Linked DNA regions of Arabidopsis thaliana: all the other regions are linked to region 1. A link is a contact called in public capture Hi-C and targeted proximity ligation data. All regions are on one chromosome and are shown on one strand. The core of a region is the stretch at or near the end of the contact, and the rest is flanking DNA. Distances in the headings are between cores, read along the strand shown. Region 1 holds the start of AT4G04190. Region 2 holds the start of AT4G03820 (transmembrane protein, putative (DUF3537)). Region 3 holds the start of PFA-DSP4 (Phosphotyrosine protein phosphatases superfamily protein).

Evidence for each region. Capture Hi-C pulls out chosen DNA fragments and counts their contacts.
Region 2: a targeted proximity ligation map of seedling shows a contact between it and region 1, with 3 times the contacts expected there. A contact is called at or near these places in 1 of 26 Hi-C or Micro-C datasets (callus), 1 of 2 datasets of targeted methods (seedling) and 1 of 3 other capture datasets (seedling).
Region 3: a capture Hi-C map of seedling shows a contact between it and region 1, with 2.4 times the contacts expected there. A contact is called at or near these places in 1 of 26 Hi-C or Micro-C datasets (callus), 1 of 2 datasets of targeted methods (seedling) and 1 of 3 other capture datasets (seedling).

Annotation. Positions count from the first base shown.
Region 1 is chr4:2,023,020-2,025,968 of TAIR10.1, forward strand. It overlaps AT4G04190, which reads left to right and starts at 1,450. Exons shown (of 7, transcript NM_116657.4): 1 at 1,450-1,691; 2 at 1,798-1,860; 3 at 2,161-2,310; 4 at 2,400-2,473; 5 at 2,586-2,704; 6 at 2,866-2,949. The coding sequence starts at 1,854. It overlaps AT4G04180 (P-loop containing nucleoside triphosphate hydrolases superfamily protein), which reads left to right. Exons shown (of 14, transcript NM_001340474.1): 12 at 84-206; 13 at 343-403; 14 at 484-973. The coding sequence ends at 654.
Region 2 is chr4:1,773,000-1,775,948 of TAIR10.1, forward strand. AT4G03820 (transmembrane protein, putative (DUF3537)) reads right to left here and starts at 1,533. Exons shown (of 5, transcript NM_001340470.1): 1 at 977-1,533; 2 at 1-288. The coding sequence starts at 1,528.
Region 3 is chr4:1,885,944-1,888,892 of TAIR10.1, forward strand. It overlaps PFA-DSP4 (Phosphotyrosine protein phosphatases superfamily protein), which reads left to right and starts at 1,519. Exons shown (of 5, transcript NM_116634.4): 1 at 1,519-1,923; 2 at 2,132-2,225; 3 at 2,550-2,607; 4 at 2,721-2,764; 5 at 2,851-2,949. The coding sequence starts at 1,730.

The DNA.
Region 1 (2,949 bases), core at 200-2,699:
CAATTAAACATTTCAAACCCAGTTCAATTCGTGGCTGCAGTATCCTGATCAGTGTCCTATGTTTTTCATCTGTGTATCTTTAGCCGGTTCGATTCCATGATCATGTTTGACTTACCGGATTTACAAACTCGTCAAGAAATCATCGCTCAATACGCAAAACAACTCTCAAAGCCTGAACTAGTCCAGCTTGCTCAAGCCACAGAAGCGTAAAGTTTCCAACTTTCCTTTACCATATCAAACTAAAGTTCGAAACTTTTTATTTGATCAACTTCAAGGCCACCCGATCTTTCTATTCCTGATTAATTTGTGATGAATCCATATTGACTTTTGATGGTTACGCAGAATGTCAGGCAGAGATATTCGAGATGTATGTCAAGGAGCAGAACGAACATGGGCTTCAAAGGTTAAAACGGAATTTCGTCTTCTACACATGGCTAAATGTTACACCAACTGCAGATCATTAACCTTTATATTGTTGGACAGTTGATTCGTCGAGCAAAAGCCGGTGGAGAAGAACAAAAGATCACTCTTCCTCCAATACAAGAGTACTTGGAAAGCGCTGAAGCTCGGCGCAAATCTCTTCGTAGTGTCACGGAGCAGAAGGAACAGAAATTTGCTGCTCGCTCCAAGAAACCTCTGCTTGATTTTGAGTGACAATATTCATCTAGCAAACAATACTTACGGAGGATTAACTTACTTACACAGACAGTAGGAAGTTTCTTCTGTTCTGTGAATTTGACTTGTCAATATCAAAGCCTGAAGATGTTGTAAAAATTACAGTTCATAATATATGAAAGTACTAGGCGTTTGGGTACCCATTCGGGTTTGGATCGGGTATTTCGGATTTTGGGGTTTTCGGATTTAGAGGTAGAACCCATTCGGGTAATTCTTGATTTCGGGTTCAGATCGGATTCGGATCAGATATTTCGGGTTCGGATTCGGATTACTTGAAGTTCTCAAAAATTAAATTTTTATAACCAAATCGATCCAAACTACTTGAAAATAAACAAAATATCTAAAAACGTTGAACATTTTTTACCCAAATTTACTTAAAAAGTATATTAAAAACCTAAAAATATTTTAAATATTCAAAAATTCACATATTTTGACACTTAGATTATTACAAATATAAATATTTATAGATATTATTACTATGCATTTAAACTATAGATATGTTTGGATACCCGTTCGGATATCGGTTTGGATCTGATTCGGTTTCAGATTTTAGGGTTTTGAAGTATAAACCTGTTCGGATATTTTAAAATTTCAGATTCAAATTCCGATCGGGAGCTCGGATTCGAATATTATGGCCAGCCCTAAACGACGTCGTGTTTGAAGATTTAGACTTGAAAGCGAAGAAACAAAATATACCTCTTTTAAACAACACTATATGTAAGAAACCCAACTGGAACATGGTGGGACCTACTAGAGACAATACTCGTGTTACTACCGTCAGATGCTTTTAGATATTGTCGTCTATCCTGCGGTCGAGATTTCGTGTAATTTCAAAGCTAATACCGTGATCCATGATCTAGTAGTAACACTGAGAAGAGGGACTGTGTTTTTAATCGGCTGCGTCGGATCATTTCCTGTTGTTATCAAATTTTTCTAATCCGTATTCGCTAGTTGCTTTCTGCTTGTTCACGCGTTGAATCTCCTCGTACTTTGCGGAATTCAGATTTCTCGAACGGGTATGTACTTGTTATGCCTAGAAACTGTTCGATGAAATGCCTAACTGAGAATGTTTTTACAATTTCTCTCTGTTTGATGTATCTTTTTTTATAAATGAATGTTCAGGGTTTACAAGTTTGGTTTGTTCTTCAGTTCTTGAAGTGATTTGATACGGAGCAGTCATGGATGGTGAGTGAATGATTCTTGTGCAATTGTGATTTTGTTTTTGCTTCAAGGAAGGCCCTTTCTTCACTTATCTTTGGGAATTGGTGAATTAGATGTAGAAACTTAGGAAAATGCTATAAAGCTTTGTTCTTTGCTATTGTTTTGTATGATGTAAAACTTCTTAGTATAACTTGTTAAAATCCCAATCTGCATTACCATCAATGCGTAGAAATTGCTTGGAAAATTTAAATTGAGGTTGCATGGTTTTTGAATCCTAAGACCATTTTTTGAGAACTGTAACATTGGTGATTTCAAAATATTCAGTTGATTCACAACCAATGATGGAGGAGACTATACTGGTCGGTGATGACCTAATGACGGGTCCTCCATCTCCTGTTATCCCTCCTGAAATTGCTTCACATGTGCTTGAAGGTGTTGATTTGTGCGATGGGATTTTGAGGAATCTATTCCTGTGTATGTCTATGTATCCTCGGTTTGGTTTATAATTCTACCCTTACTTCTGTCAGTGAGTAGAATTGTTTTTTTTTTTTTTCTTGTTTTAGGTTTGCAAATCAATGATATTGAACCATTTTGCCAAGATGAGCTTGCATTGTATCGACAATGTGCTGAAAAGAGGGTAATTGTTGTTTAGCCATCGGCTCGGATTATAGTTATATAAAGCTTTTCATTCTCATATCATATCCACATCCATTTCCTTGACTTTTCTTGTTCTTCTATCCTTTTTGTAGGACAAAATATTGAGAGTTAGACTTCAAGAGAGCGAACACAAGTTAGGATTGTCTATGCCCATTGAACTCGCTAAGGAAAGGATTACGCAGCTTGAAGCTGAAGCCACATCTTTTGAGAGGTACTCTTTCTTAACAATGCAGTTATATTTTGTTTTGGATTTTCTTTACATGAAGAGTTTGTGCTACCATGTAATCATGTATATCTACAGATGTTCACAAATCGAAACTATGTTCTTAAATCCAAATGTTCACTAAAACAGTTCATTTGTTTTATAATCAGGCACTTGATTCTAGCAAGTGGAGCTGAAGGAATAGAAGGATTTCGCCGGAGATGGAGTTTACACGGTCGGATGACGGATACCAA
Region 2 (2,949 bases), core at 283-2,782, 250 kb before region 1:
GAGTATGGAACTGAAATCTTTGATCTCAGAGGCGAAGCAGCGTGCGAATTCATCAAGACGGAGGACCTGGAGGTGGCAGATGTTTTGGTAGAGGATACAAGCAATGATGAAGAGTGATGTACGGTAGAGCCAAGAAGAGAGCTGGAGTGTGCAGGCTAAGACATGGCTCAGCGTTGGGTTTATAATGTAAGGGATTTGGTTAAAGCCTGAAGCATACCACCAAATGCGATAGATAGCTTGAAGCGTTGTCGATGGAAGGACAAAGATAGCTAGTAGCTTCATTGATCTCTGCAACAATAAAACAGAGGAGACTTTCAAAAACATCAGGATTCGAGCCTAAGATGCAATGGCACGGTCAAGACTTAAAGTTCTAGGCCTGCGAGTTCGGTCAATGTCTCGGTTATCTCGGTATTTCGGTTAATGAAATTCTCCGAATCGAACCGATTTTCCCCGGTTAAAATCGGGTAAAATCGGTTAAATTGGTTGGGATTAAAAAAACATCAAGATTTGAGCCTAAGATTCAATGGCAGGTCAAAACTTAAAGTTCTAGGCCTGCGAGTTCAGTTAACCAAACCAAACTGAGTCGGTTATCTCAGTATTTCGGTTAATGAAATTCTCCGAATTGAACCGATTTTTTGGGTTTTCCCAGTTAAAATCTGATAAAGTAGGGTAAAATATGTTAATTTGGTTGGGATTAATATATGTTTTGGGTAGAAATCGGTTTATTTTCGGTATAGTTTTGATTTTTAGGCAATTGATCGGTTTAGGCGTACCGAAACCGAGACGTAAACCAAATATGATTCAATCTCTCCAAATTGAACCGACTGATGAACCGATTTTGAAAGAAAACTGAAATAACCGGTTCTTTACAATCGCTTCTTATTCCACTAGTTACCAATTTTAATCCCAAAAATTACGATTCTTAATCATGAAATTAGATTACTAATACTATAATTAGTCGATACGTTTAATTTACCTGGATTTTAGCTTCGTATCCGATCCTAACTTTATCGCTAACATCTTTAAGCTTATCGAAGAAGAGAAACCTTCGGATTCCATATTTCTTGGACCAATCTGAGAGACTAACGAACGAGATTCCGGCGAAGATCGATAACGAAAGCTGCACTAAACCGTCGTAAGGACGACGGTGTTTGAAATCGCAATCGGCGCAGATTAGCACGAAGTGTGAGATCATTGGGACGATGACGGCGAGGAGGAAGAAGATGGACCATGAGAGCAGAGTTTTGATGCGATTTGATTGATCAAACCAGAGGAAGAGTCTCGGGAATGAGAGTTTGGTGGCTGGTGATTCCGGTGGTTTTTGAATCGGGTCGGGTCGGGTCTCGGAGTTGAGGATTTGTTGGTTTGATGATTCTTCCATGGTCGGGTTTAGGAATAAAATCTGCAGAGGTTTGGACTTTTTGACTTGAAATGAAAGAGAAGCTAATAAGTTACGGCACTTTGGATTTTTGTAAGCCACCTGTACCAAACAGCATTTATAATAATAATAAAATATATTCTTTTCCATTAACGTTCGCAATTTCCGTTTAATATGTTTTTTTTTTTTTAACACCGAATCAATTATATTATATTATAAAAATATTATATAATACATGATACATGAAACCACTCAAATACGAATAAAATAAAAGAAATTGTACAATTTTGATAAAAAAATGGAAATGACCCTGCTTTCCAAACGGAAGCCTTACAAGCAACAGATGAAATCTGTTAAGTCCCCTCGTCATATACTCGTAAAAGGCTAACATCTTATAGATGAAACTCCCAAATGCTTTCTGCATCACTTTGATTAAACGAACACACGGATATGTTGCTTGAAATGGATCTCGATCATGTATTTTATAACACTCTACCCATCGTCGCCGGTTAGTGACCATGATTACTTTTTTCCATAGAATCCGAATAAATAGATCGTTTGACAGCGAGTACATCACCATCATTAGACCATGAACATGAATAAACGGATCGTTGGACAGCGAGTACATCGCCATCATCGGACCATGTGTTTGAGAAGAGGAAATTATTGTCGATGCCAATTCCTTCACTCAAAAGAATTTGTCTATTGATTCCTGGATCAAATACCCAAATGACTTCTCCAAACCATAGATTTGAAGAAACTTCATCGGTTGAAAACCGGAGATCACGTCGGTGAGAGAAACCACCGAAAACAAACTTTAGATAAGGAAATACACCATGATTCAAATGAATCGACATGACATGGGTAAAGAGACATTGGTGGGATGAATTTTTTCTGATTTCGAATATAGCAACGGGTTTACATGAAACTGGTAATTGTATGTCTCTGTTCTAAACATGACAATAAACACCGTCACCATTCGAAAGGAGAAGATAGGACGAGCAGAAATCCAATTAAGGGGAATATCTCCCATCACAATATTAAAAACAAAAGAAGAAAGGAGTAGAAAAGCAAAAAAACTACCGGCAAATGCCGGCAGCCTGTTAAAAAAAATGAAACAGGAAACTGGTTTTGTTGGTCGCCTCTGTAGTCGCCAAGGGAGAGAGGGAAGTTGTTGATTCCGTTTAATATGTTAATTTATCTAAAATTAGTCAAAGTGAAACTGAATTTAAAGTCTAAACTATGGTGACGATGGAATGGAACAAACACTATGGTCAAGAGATTTGGAGTGATATAGTTTCTTTGTTTTTTATCAGAAAATTATTTAGAATCTTTTTTTTACCCAATTCATATCCGATTTCAGTTTCAATTTTGTGAATTGTTGTTCGGTCTATTTGGACTAAACATATAATTATGTTAATATTGTAGGTGTAATATATATAAAAAAAAATTCGTCAGCTATCTGAAGTGTAGCAGACCACATCATAGTTTTTAAAACATTAAAACTAAATTAACAGTTACAAGACATATCATAGTTTTTAATATATTAAAAATAAATTAAAAGTTTATTT
Region 3 (2,949 bases), core at 269-2,768, 140 kb before region 1:
ATGATTTGTTTGGAAGAAATCGTGGAGTTAATATGGAGAGATTTTAGGAAATAATTTTGATAGAGACGATTAAGATGGCAAGACGTTAAGGAAATCATAAATTGTGATTAGCAAAAGAATTAATTACGTTTATTAAAGATTGACTAAGATTGCCTATTGTTGTTGGAATTAATTAAGAAAAATATAGGAGAATATATGTGATACCAAAAACATATTAAAACAAATGAATGTTAAATCTGGCAGATTTTGAATCAAATCATATTTTATCCTCTACATAGTCCCAATCGTAATTTCTTTGAAAACAGAATGATTCTGAATGGTTTAGAATAGGAATATGCTTGAGTATCATAAGTGCAAAATAATAATCAAAATGCCGTATTTAGATTTTGATTTGATTCTGAATCAAACTGTCGAGATATGGTAAATGTATTTACCCTTATTTTTACGCTTGTACATGTAAAACAGAAAGATTTGGGTGGTTTATAAGATGGAATATTGCGGGATTTAGATTATATCTTGACTGGCAAGCAAATAGTAAAAGATTTTGTAGTTAAGGTGATATACGTAAATCAGGATACATAATTGCTATGAATGAGGAGTGGAGAGAATATATGATTCGATCGGATAAATTTTTTGGAAGGCAATAATCAATAACAATTTGAATAATATTATAGTTGGCGAAATTTAATTTGCGAGGTGATATATTGGAATTTTGAATTGATGATGATTTGTAGAATGTGTAAAAATATATTGACTATACCATATGTAAGATTATATGATAAATAGAGGGTTCTTTTAAGGTTTATGGAATTAATGCATGATTAATAATCGTTTAACTTATAGAAATGTGATATCGAAATACGAATATTTGGTAAGAGTGTAGTAAATATTTAGAGATTTTGGAATGAAGTAAGTAAAGATATGGTTAGTTATTTGGTTGTTCGGATTTTTAAGAAATATTATTTCGTGTAATATTGAATTAGTAGAGATTTAAGGGATTAATGTGTGCAATTTATGAGGGTAGTGCAAAATAATATTTTTGTTTAGGTAATTAATTAGTGCAAAACGTGAATAGTTCATCAAAAATTTGGTCATTGTCCTAACGCAGACAATCTTGTCTGATTGATTTTATAGGGACTAAACATACAATATCGAAATTGAAAAAGAATTTTTCGACACAAATCTTTCCCAAAATTGTATATGTAGATAATTTATAAATTTGTTATCACTATCTTCTAAGAAATCTGTCAACCAAAAAAGTATGATATAAAAAATCTGTCGTATTTAAAAAATTCTACTGAATAAGAATAAATCTGGTATAACTAAATGATAGACTTTTGTAAAATCGCTAGAAATTTTTTTAAAGAATATTTTGTATTTATTTTATTTTTAACACATGAAAAAAATATTTTAAACAAAAAAAACAATTTAATTCCAATATTTTAGAAAATATTCTAATAATTAATCTCATTACTTAAGTTAACCCCTAAATATGTTACGTTTTAAAACTATCTAAGCACGTTCTAATACACATCATACATCATACAGAAACACATATATTCCTCCGTGCTGTAACACGGGTCTGATCTTAGTAAAATAGTGGAGAGAAGAATATTCTTCTGGATACCTTTTAATATTCCCCAAAACTTCTGAATCTTCTTCTCAATTTTTCTCGACATTTTCTCATCGAAAGCTCTCTTCCTTTCCCTTTTTGGCGCTCAATACAATCATGACGTTAGAGAGTTACGCCGGCGATGTTCACACGGTACCACAATCGGAGAACTCGATGGAGGAGAGAGGCGGCGGTGAGCTTTTCGTGCCACCTCTTAACTTCGCTATGGTCGATAATGGAATTTTCCGTTCTGGTTTTCCTGAACCCGTCAGTTTCAGCTTTCTCCAGTCTTTGCGTCTCAAATCCATCATGTAATTTCTCTTAATCTCATTCTCTTAGTCCTTAATTAGGTCAGCTTCGTCGTCCTGTATCGCAAATAGTCGCTGATTTAGTTGATATGGAGATATAATTATAGCTAGGGTTTTATAGAATGTTTCTGTTATAGTGAAATGTGAAATGGTCAAAAGAATTAGTCTCTAATCTATGATTATTGTTTTGAATGTGTATTGTGATCTATAGATATTTGTGTCCTGAGGCATATCCAGAGGTGAATAGAGAGTTTGCAAAATCAAATGGGATCCAAGTTTTTCAATTTGGAATTGAAAGATGCAAGGTGAGATTGGTGGTGATACTAATTATTTACTTTTTCTTACTCTCGTTATCGATGTTTTTGAAGCTTTGAATCACCTCTTCTTAGTTTCATAGTCTGTGGTTATCTATGATTGTTTCAATATCTCATATTGGTGGAATGATGAGTCTGAATCTCATAAGAATGGATCATAACTTCATAAGCTTATTCTAGGTTGTTGCTTCTGTAAAAACTTGTGTTTAATCTTCTTGTTTAGCATTTGATTAGATAGAGCTATGCAAAGATGATGAATGTAACATATTCTGTGCTTGTGGACTGATAAGTTGATTGTTCTCTTTGTGTTTTAAGGAACCATTTGTTAATATCCCTGACGAGGTAATCCGAGAAGCCTTACAAGTACTTCTAGGTACCCTCTCTTGTCTCTCTATAACCTATTTTCATCGAGAAATGTAATTGTTTAGATTATCAAAAGATTCAAAACCATCTAATCCTTGACTCTTATCTTGCCTTATTAACCAGATACAGAGAATCATCCTGTCTTGATTCATTGCAAAAGTGGAAAGGTAAACTGAGACATCTCTCATCTGCTTAACCCTAGTCACGATATGATCGAAGTAATCCTTATATCTTGTCTCTCTATCCGTTGCAGCATCGGACGGGATGTCTTGTAGGTTGTGTGAGGAAGATTCAAAGATGGTGTTTGTCTTCTATCTTCGACGAGTACCAAAGATTCGCAGCTGCGAAAGCT